Linked DNA regions of Anser cygnoides: region 2 is linked to region 1. The links are chromatin contacts, called in public Hi-C maps. All regions are on one chromosome and are shown on one strand. Each heading gives the region's core, a stretch centred on a gene start, on an enhancer-like site or on the middle of the called end of the contact. The rest is flanking DNA. Distances are from core to core; before and after follow the strand shown.

Region 1 (7,448 bases), core at 2,549-5,048:
CCTCTTTGATACGGCTAGACATGGCTAGAAAATTTTCTGAGTTAATGAACCATAAAATGGATTAAGAACTTTCAAAGTGTAGTTCATATCACGGCTTAATTGGAAGGAGTGTAGTAGTTGGCTTTTTATGGACACAAAGAAAAGCCGTGTTTTGGGGTGGGAAAGCACATGCACAGCCACCTTCCCTGCCGCCGGGGAGCTGGGAAATTTCTAATTTCAGTGCCGCAGAGCAGTCTCGTTTCATAGCAGGCACCTTCCACGAAGGCAGCACAGCACGCCGTGCAGCCCGGCTCAGTGGGATCTCTGCAGCGGAGGTGGATGGATGGGCTTTTCTCTCTGCGTGCGGTACTTAGCATTCCTCCTGCGTAACGCTGTGCGGAGAGAAACCAATTAATACAGATCCCCCAGCAAGGTCAGTGGAGCTGCCAAGCGGACGAGGTGCCAGTAGGAAATGTAGCATGAATCCTCCTGATGTGGCTGGCATCGCTGATGCCAGACTGTCACGCCCGAGTGTGCAGGCCCAGTGGTTTTACACAAACCTCATTCTGTTTGCTTTTTTACATCTGTTTGACAGCGGTCTGTAAGAGTAGATTTCCTCCCTCCCTTTCTTAACTGTTGGCTTGGGAAAATAATGTAGTGTTATTTAGAAAATTTCCTTCTAGCAGTGATGCTGAAGGAGAATGAGCAGGTGTCCCACAGTGGGATGGAGCAATGGGCTGCAGGATCCCAACGAGATCACTGTAATGCCTTGGGACCCTAATGATACCAGGTGAAATGGAGTACATCTGTATACACACAGGCACATGTACATCACTGAGCAGTGCTGACCGGAGATGTAATACTCTGTGTTACCTTTCATTATGTCAATATTTTCCTGAACATGCATGGAAAAATCTGAAGCCTTTGTCCTTAGTAGGAGTTACACAGCATTTTTTTTTCTTGCATTATCCAAACATTATGAACTTCAATGTTTCACCTGAGGATACAGCAATTTACCATTTCATGTTATGACAGAAATTTGGCAATTTAGGTAATGTGTAATTTAAATGAGTGCCAACCAAAGTGTACCCATCCTAAATATATTTGGGATGATGTGTTGTGTCACTGGGTGAATCCAGTGGCTCTCCTCTTGTGCCTTGCAACCTCCAGAGAATTTCCAGGAAATGTCTAGACACAGAAAGTGATAATCTGGCTTCTGTTTTCATGTGCTCTTTTCCTCTAATATGGCCATCTGCAGACTGGTCCTCCTCAAATGCCAGAAATATCCTGCAAGCCATGGCATCAGTAATTGCATTGCTGTAAGTGCTCTGCACTGCCGCAATAATGAGCGCAAAGATTCCCAGGGTGCTTTATGCAGACAGCCTGACAGTGGAAATGCGAAGCAGAGTCAAAGTCTAAAGACCTGAGAAACCCTGTGTGGAACAGTCAGTAGAATTATGTACCCAGATTAGTGCTCAGTGCTGCCTTGCCGATCATAGCAAAAGGGATTTTGGAGAGCCCCATAATTTGAGGTGAATGCCAAGAATGTACTATTAACTCGGTGTAATGAATTTTATCATTCCTTTGCGTTTAGACACACATAGCTTTTGTTATGCTGCACACTATAGCAGGATTTTAATGGGAGAAATATTCATAATGTTCAAACGCAGACACATCAGAACCTGCAAATGCCTGAAATACTCTGCAACTTCCCTAGGCTCGAGAAAACAGATGCAGCATCCCCATTTGCTGGCTCTGGAAGTATCTGATAGTAAATCACAGTCTGTTGCCTGAAAACACGCCACAAATGGGAAGAGACTTCCTCTACTAAGGATTTGCAGCCCATGCAGAAGGTCTCTCTGATATCTTTGCAGTACAGTGGGAGGGGGCATCGTGTTGTTGTTGTCAGCTATAAAAGCGCTGGGTACCTCTCGCACTATTTTGTTCCAGTTGGTGAATTAGCAAATTGGATTGGCTCCCGGGAGTAAAATATTCATTTATCATTTAATCGAAAACATGACTGCTGTATACAATGTGCTATTGCCTGTTCCACATCTGTTTCCAGTGAGCTACTATGCTCACTTCAGGAAGCTTTTATCTTTGAAATAATGACGGGCACACAGGAGCAACCGGCCTCTCAGATCAGCCCTTAGCTGGCTCGTTCAGTCTGAGTGCTACAGCTTCCAGCTCCTGCAAAATCTTCAACATATACCTGTGCAAACCACAGGCAGAAAGGGACTTTGGAAGATAGTCTTCTGTGCTTTAGCCAAAAAACAGAGAATACTGTGGGCTGCCAGGTCCTCAGATGCGCGATGTACTAGCAGTGGTGGGGCTGGGGCAGGGGGTGGCCCCCCAGCTGTGTGGGGGCTGACAGGGCAAGGCAGGGGAGCCACTGTCTGGTTCTGGGCCCCCCAGTACAAGAGAGACCTGGGCATACTGGTAGGGTCGCCAAGGTGGTGGAGGGGCTGCAGCACCTCTGCTGCGAGGAGGGGCTGGGAGAGTTGGGGCTGCTCAGCCTGCACGAGAGGAGGCTCCGGGGAGGCTCCCCCATGTCTGTAAGCACCTGAAGGAAGGTGTGGGGAAGACGGAGCCTGGCTGCGCTCGGCAGTGCCTGGTGCCAGGACCAGGGGCAGTGGGCACAGCCTAGAGCACCGGAGGCACCCGCAGGTGTCTCCAGCCTTATCTGGTCTGGGACTCTGTGATCCTGCGACAAACAGATCCTGTTACATATTCATTTGAGAGGGTGGTTGGGCACTGGAACGGGCTCCCCAGGGACGTGGCCATGGCACCAAGCCTGCTGGAGTTCAAGAAGCGGTTGGAGAGCGCTCTCAGACACACGGCCTGATTTTTGGGTGGTCCTGTGTGGAGCCAGGAGCTGGACCTGATGACTCTTGTGGGTCCCTTCCAACTCAGGATATTCTATGATTATACAATCCACTAATAACTCTTAATGGAGGGAATTCGAGTGATAACAATTTTTCTTCATCGTAAGAAATCCTGAGGAAAAAAGAGTGCACTTCAGGTGAAGGGACATGGTTCTCCTCCCTTGGGCACCTCAGGGACCCTCCTACGTCCGTTTTTCATCTCTGCCTCCACATGCTCAGCTCACATCCCTCCTGCCTTGGCCTCCCTCAGCAGGTGCCACAGTTGAACTCTGTGGAGCTGGCTCTAAAACAGACAGGTTGTTTAGAGGAGTGGTGTTTGCTATGTAGGTGAAGGTGTCCAGTGTGTAACTTTGCACTGCTCCTGCCACCTTTGCTTAGGTGTGTGCACTGGTTCGTGTTCTTTTTCTGCTGTTCTTTAACAGAGTTAGGGATTTCTGATCTCCCTCCACCTGCTATTGGCTCTTCTGTACGGAACCAGGGTTATCTTGGCTGGGGAGGAAAATAACCAGCTTCAGGTCCGTGACTGGTGGAGATGCAGTGCCCAGGGCAAGTTCCCTGAAAAGCTCTACACAAAATGCAGGGCAGAAACTGGACAGCGAGCAGGCGTGCAAGAACGGCCAGTTGTGAAGCTGAGCCTGTGTCTGGATTCCCCGCGAGCACGCCTTCCTTTGTGTTTCACTCGTTTGACACCGGCGGGTCCCGCTCACACCGCGGCACCACCGCCCCTCACTCCCCATCCCCTGCCCGCCTTCCCCAGCGCCCACCCGGGGGCGCCCCAAGATGGCGGCGCGGCCCGCCCCCCCCCCCCGCCGCGCTCCCGCCCAAGATGGCGGCGCCGCCCCTCTCCCTGCCGGTCCTCCCGGGGCGCCGTGCGGGCGGCGGCCGGCAGGGGGCGCTGCGGCGGGCGGCCGGGGGGTGGTGGCGGCGGCGGCCGGGCCGCGGCGTCACATGAGGGCGGCGCGGGGGCGAGCCGGCAGCGCGGGTGCCCGAGAGCCGCCGGAGCGCTGCCCGCCGCCGTCCCCGTCCCCGTCCCGTCAGCGAGGGCCCGGCCGCAGCCATGCTGGCGCTGCTGTCCCGGCTGCTGGACTGGTTCCGCTCGCTCTTCTGGAAGGAGGAGATGGAGCTGACCCTGGTGGGGCTGCAGTACTCGGGCAAGACCACCTTCGTCAACGTCATCGCGGTGAGCGGCAGGGACCGGGCTGAGGGGGGCGATGCGGCCCGGGGGTGCGGCCGGGCGCGGTGCTGGGCCGGGGGGCGGCAGCACTGAGGGGGCCCTGCCCGGCCCGGCCTCATCGTGCGGCCTTCCCGGGGCTCCCCCCCGGCCCAGCACGGGGCCGCCACCCGCCGTCCCCTCCCTCCCTCCCTCCCTCCTGCCCGGCCGCAGTTTCGGGGTTCCCCCCCTCGCAGCTGCGCTCCCGGTTTTGCCTCTCGTGGCCGCCGAGGCCCGCGCCCATTGCCTCCTCGCTCTGGAGGTGTGCGCTGAGCCCGGCAGCAGCCTGCCGAGCCCGGGCCTACTTGTCTGATAGCCGCCTGGAGCAGATGAGGGAAGGGTGTGGGAATCCTCCCACACGGAGCTCTCCCGCTGTCGAACGAGAGCAAGAGTGGCGTGCTTAAATGGCTTGTTCGGCTTCTTCAGCGCCCTGCCCGGCGGATCCACGCCACAGAACGACCGAGGGGGCGAGTTCAGAAGGGGGGGCTGACGGGGGCAGGCAGGGGGCCTTGGTGCTCTGCAGGGACCGGGACTGGCCTGAGTCTAGCGCACCTAGAATTGTCCGCAACTTCAGGCCCAAACAGACCTTCAGCCTCTTCTATGAGGTGGCATCTTAATGTTTCTGAGTGTTCTTATGAATGTATTTATTTAAGTGCCACAGTTGATTGAAAAACTGGATAGGGAAAAAGACTCATTCTTCTGCAGTTACACATGGTTCTTGTTACAGGGACAGTGTCAAAACCTAACAAAGCTCTTGTGCAGCTGAATCTTAGTCTTAATGGTCTTCACGATACCCACGTGAAGTGGGTCTGCCTTAGTTAAAAGGTGACCCTTCCTCGGCCTGGTTAAGGAAAAGTTGCTGGACTCACCTGAGGGCTCCAGAAGCCTTTCCTCTCACACGCCAGTGGCTGCAGCTTCCTCTGCTCCTGGATTTCTGCAAGTGGAACTCATGAGCCACTGAACAACCTCAATGTGGGGGCCCTGAACTGATACTGCTTGGTGCGTTCTTGCAACTGAATTTGAGTAATTGGGATTACTCTGCAGGTTTCTCCCCTTATGTCATCCCAGATGGCGACTGCACGTGTTGAAGTACTGCTCATCTGTGCCTTGAAGCACAGCTCCTTCAAGGAGTTAGGTGAAACTGCTGCAGGTAACGTGGAGTACCACAGGATAGCTGCAGTGGTCACACAGCATTTTCGTCCATCTAGATTGTCCCAGGTGGTAAAAGCACTGGAAGTAAAGCTGGCAACTGCGTCCAGCTTGCTTTGCTAGAGGTTGAATCTTGCAAGGTTTTGACTGCTCATTAGGATCACACCCAGAAATTTATCTGAGTAAGTGTCATTCAAATAGGCTTGCAAAACTGACTGAAATAAGGAAGTCATTATGCATAAGACACAGGATCATTTACTGCTTCAAGTCTGGAAGCAGTAAGGCACATTTCTGAGGCTTTTAATTAGGAAATCTAGTGCCTCTTTAAGAAAAGCAGAGTGAGGGAAACTTGCTTAGGTTTTTATTATTGGCTTAAGAAAAATAGCGTGAGCTTTAGTTGTCAGCACAATGCAGTCCGTGGCGTGCAGAGCTAACCTCTTGTCAGGTGTTGTCTTGTCTTTAGTTCAGAGCGTGCGCAGGGAAATTAGTGCTGGAAAAGAATAACTGCTCTCTGCAGGCCAGTTAATGCTTTGGGTGGAAGTAGCTGTCAAGCACTGGGATTCCATAAAACTGAAATGAGAGGAATGACACAGCAAGATGCTAGTCCTGTAGATAGCTTTAAAAGCTGGATTACGTGCCAGGATGTAGCTTAAGGTTGCATTCTGCCTAGCAAGGGGCTGTTACCAGTCTCCTGACAGCAGTGAGTTTAATGTGAGTCTCTAGCGTAGTCTTGTGTCTGGCATGGGTCCCCGCTACGATCCGGCACATGTAACCAGAGGGAAAGCTTGAGCCCATTACGTTGGAGGCTCGATACAACTCCTGGATGACCGCTGAGGTGGAAATGCCACGAGAGGCAAACAGTCCAGTTCTAGAGCAGCGTTTGTAGGCAGTGAGCTGGTTTGGGCTGTATTTATCTTTCTAGTCTGAACAAGGAGTTAGTTTGTAACCAGACCAAACTTCGTTTGACTAGGGGGCTTAGCAGCCTCAGCAGTGAGATCTGCTCGCAGCTGGATGCAGCTTCTGCTTTGCTGTTGGCTCCATATTAGTCACGGCCTCTAATTAGATATTTAGCATAAGTTTTCCGTGTGCGTGAGTAAACTTGCTCACAAGGGAGGATATCATTTCCTTCTGCTCCTAATTTCCATAAAGTAGATGGCCTGTGGCTCCTTTCAGAGAAACTGCATGTCATCCAGCATCGCATCGGGCACGGCAGGCTCCTTATCCGAGGGCTGGAAGTGACCATTATATTCTGGAGTCTGCAGCATCTTCTGTCGCTCGCCTCTCTGCAGCCAGCGCCTGTCCACGGGCTTTCATCAGACCTGCTGTCAGAGCTGCAAGTCACAGCCACGCTGCCGCGGGAGGCAGGACAGGCAACCGAGCTCCGTCACGTGGCGCAGCTGCAACATGACTCGAATAAACGGGCCGCTTCCAGGCAGCAGGGCTGCTTCCGCGGCAGGAAGGTGCTCCGTGGAGGGGCGCTGCGCCCTGTTGGCAACCTTGCCTGCAGCGCCGTGCAGCGATCCTCGACCCAGGCGTCTGCAACGCTGCAGCTTCAGGGTCTGGGATGCAGCGGGCAGGAGAAGGGAGCTGCGAGGGAGGCAGGCTGCCCTGGTGTGGTTGTCGGGTTTAAGAGCTAAACTTAATCTGTTCTGTGCGTGCTGATAGGATAAATAAGATCTCTTTTTAGGATTTCTGTCAAGGCCTGAAGCAGTGTGTGTTTTCTCTAACTGTGGCGTGTCTGACAAGCCTTTGAGTGAGGCTTTGGTCCCTGGAAAGAGACAACACCAAACGAAGCTCCTCGGAATGAACGGCTCCGCTGGGCAGCAGCAGCCGTGGCTTCCTTCAGTCCTTGTGACTGTTACACGTAACTTTGTCTTAGAGTTGTCCTGGAGGAGCATGGAAAAGCATTGTTCCAACCAGCTTCAGCGCTGGCTTAGTGCCTTCTGAAGCACCCAGGTAGGCTGTAAAGAGTATACGTTGACGCTCGGTAGCACTTCAGTGAGAAGTGCGATACATCTTTAAGTGAAGTGCTCCTTAGTTGCAGGAGTCTATTGAAATGGATTGCCTCACTTCATTAGGTAACAGGGCAACACCAAGTGACTCATGTTCAGTTAATACTGTCTTTGAGGTCCTGCTTGCTGTACCCCAAGTGGTCTGAGATAGAAATGTTTCTCTGTTGTCACGGTCTTGAGTTCTCACGTAGCTTGTGAACTTGTGTTCAAGCT
Region 2 (7,448 bases), core at 2,254-4,753, 86 kb before region 1:
TTGCCATTTTGAGTACAGCCCAAAGGCTGTGCAATCTGTTAGGCACCAAGGGAGAGTGTAAGAGGCAACACTTTGTCCTCTGAGCTGTCAAAAAGCTATGATTCTGTATAAACAGGCAGCTGGTGATCCAAAGCTATGCATACTAACAGAAATGGAAAGAGATATTTAACCAAGTCAAAGACAGCAGTTAAAGCACAAAAGAAAACTCTGCTGGTGAGGAGAGGAGGGCAGGCTGGAGCCACCAGAGTAGGAGACCTGCTCTGATGGTCTGCTCGTAGCGTTTGCAGTGCTGCTGGAAATCACCCGTTTTTGCAAAGGGGAGTGAGAGTGTAGCCAGCAAAGGATGGAGAGAATTATTTAAAACCGATCTTGCCTTCTAAACGTGTCTTTGCTTGCTGTGTTAACAGAAGTGATTGCTGAAGAAATGGAGGAAGAGAATAAAGAGCATACGTGCGAGACGTTACTGATGTGCATTGTTACTGTACTGAGTCATGGGCTCAGGAGTGGGGGTGGAGTAGGTGATGTGCTCAGGAAACCATCCAAAGAGGTAAATTATCACTGAGTGGGGGTGGAAAAGTGATAACCGTGGAGGGCTGGGGATCTAGTTCTGCTGGGGAAAATGTGCGTATGTTCTTGAAACAGATGTAGACCTTGCGAACTAGAAGGGAGCACGCTTTCTCTCTGTGTAATAGTCAAATTTCAGTGGTACCAAATCAAACAGCAGCCAGTTCAAACGAGCTTTGAACCATGGGTTTTTTTCTTAGTACATGAGACCTTTTTCAGCTTAAGGGAATCCAGAACGAGGCCCAAATGAACAGAAATGGTGTAGCCAACAGTTTGTGCTTTGGGAGTTCAGGATTTGAAAAAGTAAGAAAGGGACAAGCTAGCAAAGGATTACGTTAGGTAGCAGAATGAAAGTGGTGTGGTGGCTGATACTATGCGAGTGGCTTTAGTTGCTTTCGGGAACATTACTGAGAAAGGTGAGATGTATAAAACAGGGAATGGGATGAGAGGACAGGGACCAAGATGGCTTGGAGCTGGGGCTGTGGGGAAAGGAAGGGCAGAGCAAAGACTGGTCAAAAACAGCAGGAATTTTTCATAGTGCCCAAAGCTGCCCACATAGCTGTTTGAGTAGCTCATTGCACCTATCAGAGCCTCAGGCTTGCCTCTCTCTGGTCATTCCCCAAAAGCATATTAGAGACAAAGGGGCAGTCTTGGTCAGAGTGGATGCTTTGCACCATGTAGCAGGGGAAAGGAAAGAGGGTTCTCTTCAGCCTCATTTTGCCCTCTTTGAGTAGCGTTGTGTCTGCCTGCTTTGTTCCCAGCAGATAACAGGAGTTAAGTATAGGGTCTGTAATTTCAAGGTGTTATCCAATGTTTAGCCTTATTTTCAGCTTAAAATGGTTTAAAGGCTATATAATTCCCAGCAAACGTTTGGCACCCAGCTGGCCAGGGTGGTTCTGAAAATGGGGGTTAGGCAATAAACATGACATGGGCACTGCTAAGTCCAGCTTTCCATCCAGTTTTATTCAAAACAGCATACTTGGTTTTTAAGATAAACAAATACTATGATATTCCAATAAAAGATTTTATAATTAATACTGGTACTATATTGATATAGAGGCAGATTAATATAAGGATATATTTTGGATTCGCTTGCAGGGAGCGGGTGAGGAGAGGAAAAAATTCATTGTGTGAGAGAGAAGAGCAAAGACTTGGACGTAGTAAACAGAAAGAACAACTCCAGTGATTGCGTACCATTAGCTGACTAATTCGGCTTTTTTCAGTAATCTTGCATTTTAGTTTCACTTAATGTTTGAGTTCTAAGTTATCATTGGAGAACATCAGAAATGGAGACTCTAAAGGGAGGAGTTGTGGGGCTGCGAACTTGTCGCTGAACTGCAAGAAATGTGTTGTAAGGTTTAGATGGACATGGATTTGGGTTGTTAATAATTAAAATATGTATCTTGCAGGAACCTCTCTTTGCTGCTAGAGTGATATATGATCTGTTATTCTTCTTCATGGTCATCATTATTGTCCTTAACCTGATTTTTGGTGTGATCATTGACACTTTTGCTGATTTAAGGAGTGAAAAACAGAAGAAAGAAGAGATTTTAAAAACAACTTGCTTTATTTGTGGTAAGTGTAGAAACACACTTAATACAGGGTTAGGTTCTACATGCATAGAAACTTGGCAGGAAGATGAGATGGGGAATGTATTTTTATACTGCCTTTTCCTTAAATCCTTAGTTTCTGCTTCTCCTGTGCTTCAAATAATTTTGTATTGGAATAGGAGAGATTTTATAAACAGTCATTTTTCAAGGGTGCAGCGTTGAGTGGTGTCTGAGAAAGTTTCTCACAGTAGATTTGGAATTAAGCTGCTGAGCCTTTGAGGCCAGTGCAATTAACTGACATGGTAGTGCAGAAGTTGCATAACACGTAGGCTGACAGAAGTAACCTTTGGAAGTTTGCTGCAAAGCAAATGTTGCATTTGGTATCATTTTGCCTAAAAATAGGAGATGTGTTATGAAATTCAGCTGTTTGCATACAAGGTAGCTACCTTTTTTTTAACCAAAAGTTTTCTGTTATGTGTACCAAATGTGACCAGCACTTGTAATGCCCTCTCTCCCTCTTCCCTCTGTTAGGTGGCTGTCTGTTAGAGTTTATGCCTATTATTCCATGTTCATTTAGGAATGCTTGTGACTGTTAAGATCTGCAGCAGACTGTAGATTTTTTTTTTCTTAGAGCTCATTTTCTTAGTCCCAGTTTGTAAATACTAAGAGTTATAAATGTGTCACTCTTGTAGGTTTGGAAAGAGATAAGTTTGATAACAAGACAGTCACGTTTGAAGAGCATATTAAAGAAGAGCACAACATGTGGCATTATTTGTGCTTTATTGTATTAGTGAAAGTAAAAGATTCAACAGAATATACAGGACCAGAAAGTTATGTGGCAGAAATGATCAAGGTGAGTTTTGAGTATTCTCTATTTTACTTTCTTTGTAAGCAAAGACTTGGAGCAATATTTTTCCTACAATAATAGGCTTAATCCAATGCCTTTCCTTTTCAAAGTGTCTTCTAAAGATATGTGTTTATGAATGTGCTTGGCGAGATAACTCGATAAAAGATAACACATTGATGGCACCACGTTGCAACGTGCTACAAATGGATGGTGCAGGCAGGGTCGCTTGTGGGAGGCTACGTGTGCTGCAGCACAGCAATTTGCAGCTTCGTGGCTGCAGCTTCTCAGCAGCTGGAATACGCACGAGTGTGTGCCAGAGTAGGTGGCAGTGAGCAGGGACAGCTAGGTAGTCGCCGTGGTTTCAGATCGGATAAAGAAGCTATTGTTTTCAAAACTCATGTACTGCTGTTCAAAAGAATATTTTCACGTTGGTGGAAGTGCCTGAAGTATAATAAACAGTTTTTAACCTGTCCCAGCATAAACGTCTTTCAAAGACTTGTAAGTTTTGTTGTCATATGATCGTATGATTTTAGCTATCGTAAGAAACTAAAATTAATATCTGCTCAGTTGTAATGCCTTTTAATGAGAGAATTAAAAGCCTCATCTCTGCCAAGTGGCAGGTTCAGTGCTCCTGGAATTAGATCCTAAACCCCAATTACTAATTTGTGTGTCTTCTGGCTGGTTAGCAAAAGCTGTTTCTGGTTTATAATGTTTAGTTGTTATTTATTTGCCTTCAGACAAATAAAAGCAGAATACTTGTCCTATTTATCTCTACAGTTTTTGCTGTGGAGGTGCAACCTTCCATTAAGTGGGGGATTTATCTCGGTCTGGTCAGAATGTAAATCTCACCAAGATTTCTTAGAGGTTAGACATGTTACTTTGGGGTCACTAAAGTGTGTGTCCTAGTTCTGGATTTCTGCCTCTGTAATGAGGGCTTAAAGAAATCTTGTGAGCAGTCACCTGACAGAGGATTAGCACAGTGAGATAACTAAGTACATCACTGCTGCCTCGATTATATTGCTCCCTTTATTTATCCCACTGCAGTAGGCATTACTTCAGGGGGGAAGCGTTGTACTCTTTAAAATGTTTCTGCTTGTAAAAGAATATTTTGTGTTGTGTTCAAACTAGTTTAAAAAAATGTTCAAACTGGCTAGCATTTTATTAACAAATGATTATTTCAGATTAAAAGCTTAACTTAGGTAAGAACCAAAAATTCAGTCTTTGAATGTGATTACAGTAATCACAAAAAATAGAAAACTTTTCCTAGAATTCCCATTCGTAGAAGTATCGGCAGCGGGCAGTTACCATGTGTTGAATGGGAACATGCATATGCACAGACCAAGTGTCTCACGCAGCTGAAATTTTGTACAGCTGCGTGTCCCAGGTAGAGGTTTTGAGCGTGTCTTGTAGCTGTTGCTTTTTGCATTTCAGGAACCAGTTTTAAATTGAGAACTGAGGGTTCTCAGGGTCTCGGTGCAATGCTGTTGAAAGCACGGTGTAACCGTACAAGCTGTGGAATGGGAAGTAAATTTGCTTTGCACATGAGCGGTCTGCCACAGCTCAGCCCGGGCATGGCTGGAGGAGCTGGGGCTGGGGCCTCACGCCGCAGTTCCCAGCAGCATTTTCCAGGGGCCGTACTCCTTAGGGCTGGTGTGGCCATTGACTCTGAAACTCAAACAATTTATTTCCGTTGTTGTTTAATATTAAAATGTTCGCGTGCTCTTTTCCACCCCAGAAAATCGGAATGTAAAACCTGCTGAATGTGTTTCTTTGTCAACCCTCTTTTAAATACTTCTGTAAAAGTCGGAAGCCCGTTTTTCTGCTGAAGGTGTGTCTAGGAGTAACTTACAGCATGGTTCGGTTCATCTTTTACTCAAGCCACCTGTCTTTATCCCGTAAATCTGGAAGGACGTGCAAAAGGAAAGTCTTAAATGTCAGCAGTTCCAGAGATTCAGATTCACCTGTTGAGGGTGAGGGTTTATTTTGTGTTTGTACAGTGTGAATGGGAACCTATGGCTGCTTAATGTCTGCAGCCACCAGATTCTCCTTGAACACCTAGTTAGTTCGTGGTTACACTTAAAAGGGACTTTTCCCCATGTTTTCAAACTGAAGGTGGCACTCTAACATCTTTGATACTGACATAGATGGGGCATGTCTTTTTCCATGGACTGTTATGCAGTACCATTGTTCAGCTGAAATCTATACCCATTTTTAGTAGCTGGGGGTAGGAAGCATAATGTGCTCCGAGTCATACTGTGATTGCAGAATACACCTCAAATATGCTTCACCTTTGTTCCGACTCCCAGCAAATATCCTTAGAAACATCTTGGATTTCTGCCTTTTGGCGATTTAAAAAAAAATAGAAAAATTACTTCTGCCATTTAGTACTTGTATTTTTTCAACACCACAGAACATTAAATAAAACAGAATTTAGGACACTAAAATGGGATTCACCATCAGCTGGTGAGTGCATCCAGTGCTGCTTGTACAGTGCTTTAGAGATATTTTAAGCATTGTGGTCTCAAAAGAATCTTGGACAATTTCACTTATGCCAAATAGTGAATATTCAGAAGCCTTAAGAGTGATCTTGAATTTTGATGTTCTCTAGTCTAAAAATAATGTGTACAGAGAGGCAGTTCTGAGGCTGTCCACTGAACTGGATATGGCAGAACTGAATCGTGCCCACAGAATTCATCTTGCAGCCTGCAGGAATCTGACCCAGTATAAAAATAAGTTGCAGCCAGGAAAGTTAATGATTAACTACAATTCTCTAGTGAATTTTATATTTTTTCATGGATAGAAGCTAACTAAGTTAAAATGCGGTGTGCAGAACGAAGTCAACAGTTAAATTGGGAAACGAAATTTAAGGAGCATTTTGAACACCATAAGCATGTACAAAATAAATACCAAAGAAACCACAGTGATCTGACAGAATCGAACGCACCGTGTTTCAGTACTGATTTGTAACTATACCTTCCATAATGCTTTTCTGTCCCGTGAGACCAATGTGGGCCTGTGTTTGTGCTTGTAATTCTGGGATTGTTTTCATTAAAGTTTCTGTTTGGCTGTGGAGCGCTGTTTGTTTGTGTACCGTAGCGTGGGAAGCCGTGCTGCATTGCTCGTGTAGCTACAAGTCGGGCTTTCTGATTAGCAGACCTGGAATTCATCGCCAGCCCGCTCCCCCGTAAATAGGGATAATGCTCACTTTCATCAGTAAGGTGAACACGTGCCCGCTGTGCCGCGTAAAGCTTGTGAGAGAGATTAGGAACCTTAGCTGGGAATTGCTGGAGAAATGCGAGGGGGAAGATGGGGTGGCTGGTGCTGTTTGATGTAAAGCTAAGCTTGCATCCACGCCCTCGCTGCTGCAGTGAATCATCTGCTGTCCTGCAGCTCTTAGCAGCGCTTCCAAGGTTGATAAGTTTATGGTTTGCAGGAGATGGCAAGCAGAAGCTTGGTACGAAGCAGATCACCCTCAAATTGCATTCTTGAGTGGTCTCGTAATACCTATTTAATATCGCAGAAAGTACCCGAGGACGCGAGGAAAACCTCTGGTGGCAATAGAGCTGGTCTTTAATTCCCAGTGTTTATAAAGCCCTTCCGATGACCTGACTTGTGTTCATCTGGTAAATCACTGCAGATGTGCACTTAAGATAGCGAGGCTTCACGATAGATCGATGCCTTTTGAAAAGTGTTTATCTGGAAAGTATGCTAATTGTGCCGCAAAGCTGGTAGTCCAGCGCATCCTGCGTTTCCCAGGAACAAAGGCGTATGGTTCGGCTGCTGCATTGCTTTGTAGTCACCAGGGAAGATCAGGTGATGTCTGAATAATACCATGTGTGTAGGAGGTGGGGGGATCCACTTATCGTGTTGGCCAGACATTGACATCCACACCCAAATGACTAATGTGAACTTGGTGCAACTCCCTACAGATTAGTTCATTTAAATGTCTTATCTACCCATCCTCTCAGTCTTGAGAATTTCTTCTGCAGTTTTCTGCGTTTGCCCCCAGCTCCTGCAGCAGCCTCACTCGTATCTGCCCCTTTGGCACAGCTGTCTTCCGAGTCCTGGCAAAGCTCTGCTACAAACAGCTGTTTGTAGGCATTTATAATATGTTAAAAAAAAAAAAAAAACCTTCTCTGAAGCTTGATACATGGAGAACCACAAATACAAATCAGCTTTCTGTGCGCTCACAGGCTGTCGTGCTGCAGCTGCAGCGTACTGTCACTTGCATGGACAAATATTTGCATACACAACTCTTGCATACACTAAAATAAGGATTTGCATATACACCTTCACGTTGGTGTTTGATCAGAGTGGGTAAGAGCTGAGTGATTGTATGCACGCAGATATGCATATTAAAAATAGACTTGTTTGGAAAAGTTCATAACACAAAACTTCCTAACTAGCTCTTGCAATTTCCACAGACTTTTAATGTAGCGTTGTGCCAAGAAGGATCCATGTCATTAACCTCTGTTACAACACTGAGG

What was found. Hi-C and Micro-C count contacts between places; a contact is called where the count stands out from the background.
Region 2: a contact with region 1 is called in a Hi-C map of liver, with 2.0 times the contacts expected there. The contact joins the enhancer-like site here to the promoter of ARL8B in region 1. A contact is called at or near these places in 3 of 7 Hi-C or Micro-C datasets (granulosa cells and liver).

The regions. Positions count from the first base shown.
Region 1 is chr10:3,933,634-3,941,081 of Taihu_goose_T2T_genome, reverse strand. It overlaps ARL8B (ADP ribosylation factor like GTPase 8B), which reads left to right and starts at 3,798. Exons shown (of 7, transcript XM_048070792.2): 1 at 3,798-4,044. The coding sequence starts at 3,922.
Region 2 is chr10:4,019,101-4,026,548 of Taihu_goose_T2T_genome, reverse strand. It overlaps ITPR1 (inositol 1,4,5-trisphosphate receptor type 1), which reads left to right. Exons shown (of 60, transcript XM_067003328.1): 56 at 408-547; 57 at 1,974-2,139; 58 at 2,807-2,967. Among named protein-coding and RNA genes, the nearest start is that of BHLHE40, 61 kb to the right of the region's middle. Within about 2 kb of position 3,503, at least 1 of the 3 cell types and tissues checked has open chromatin away from gene starts, as enhancers often do. A contact at or near this core is called in liver, where this site is marked.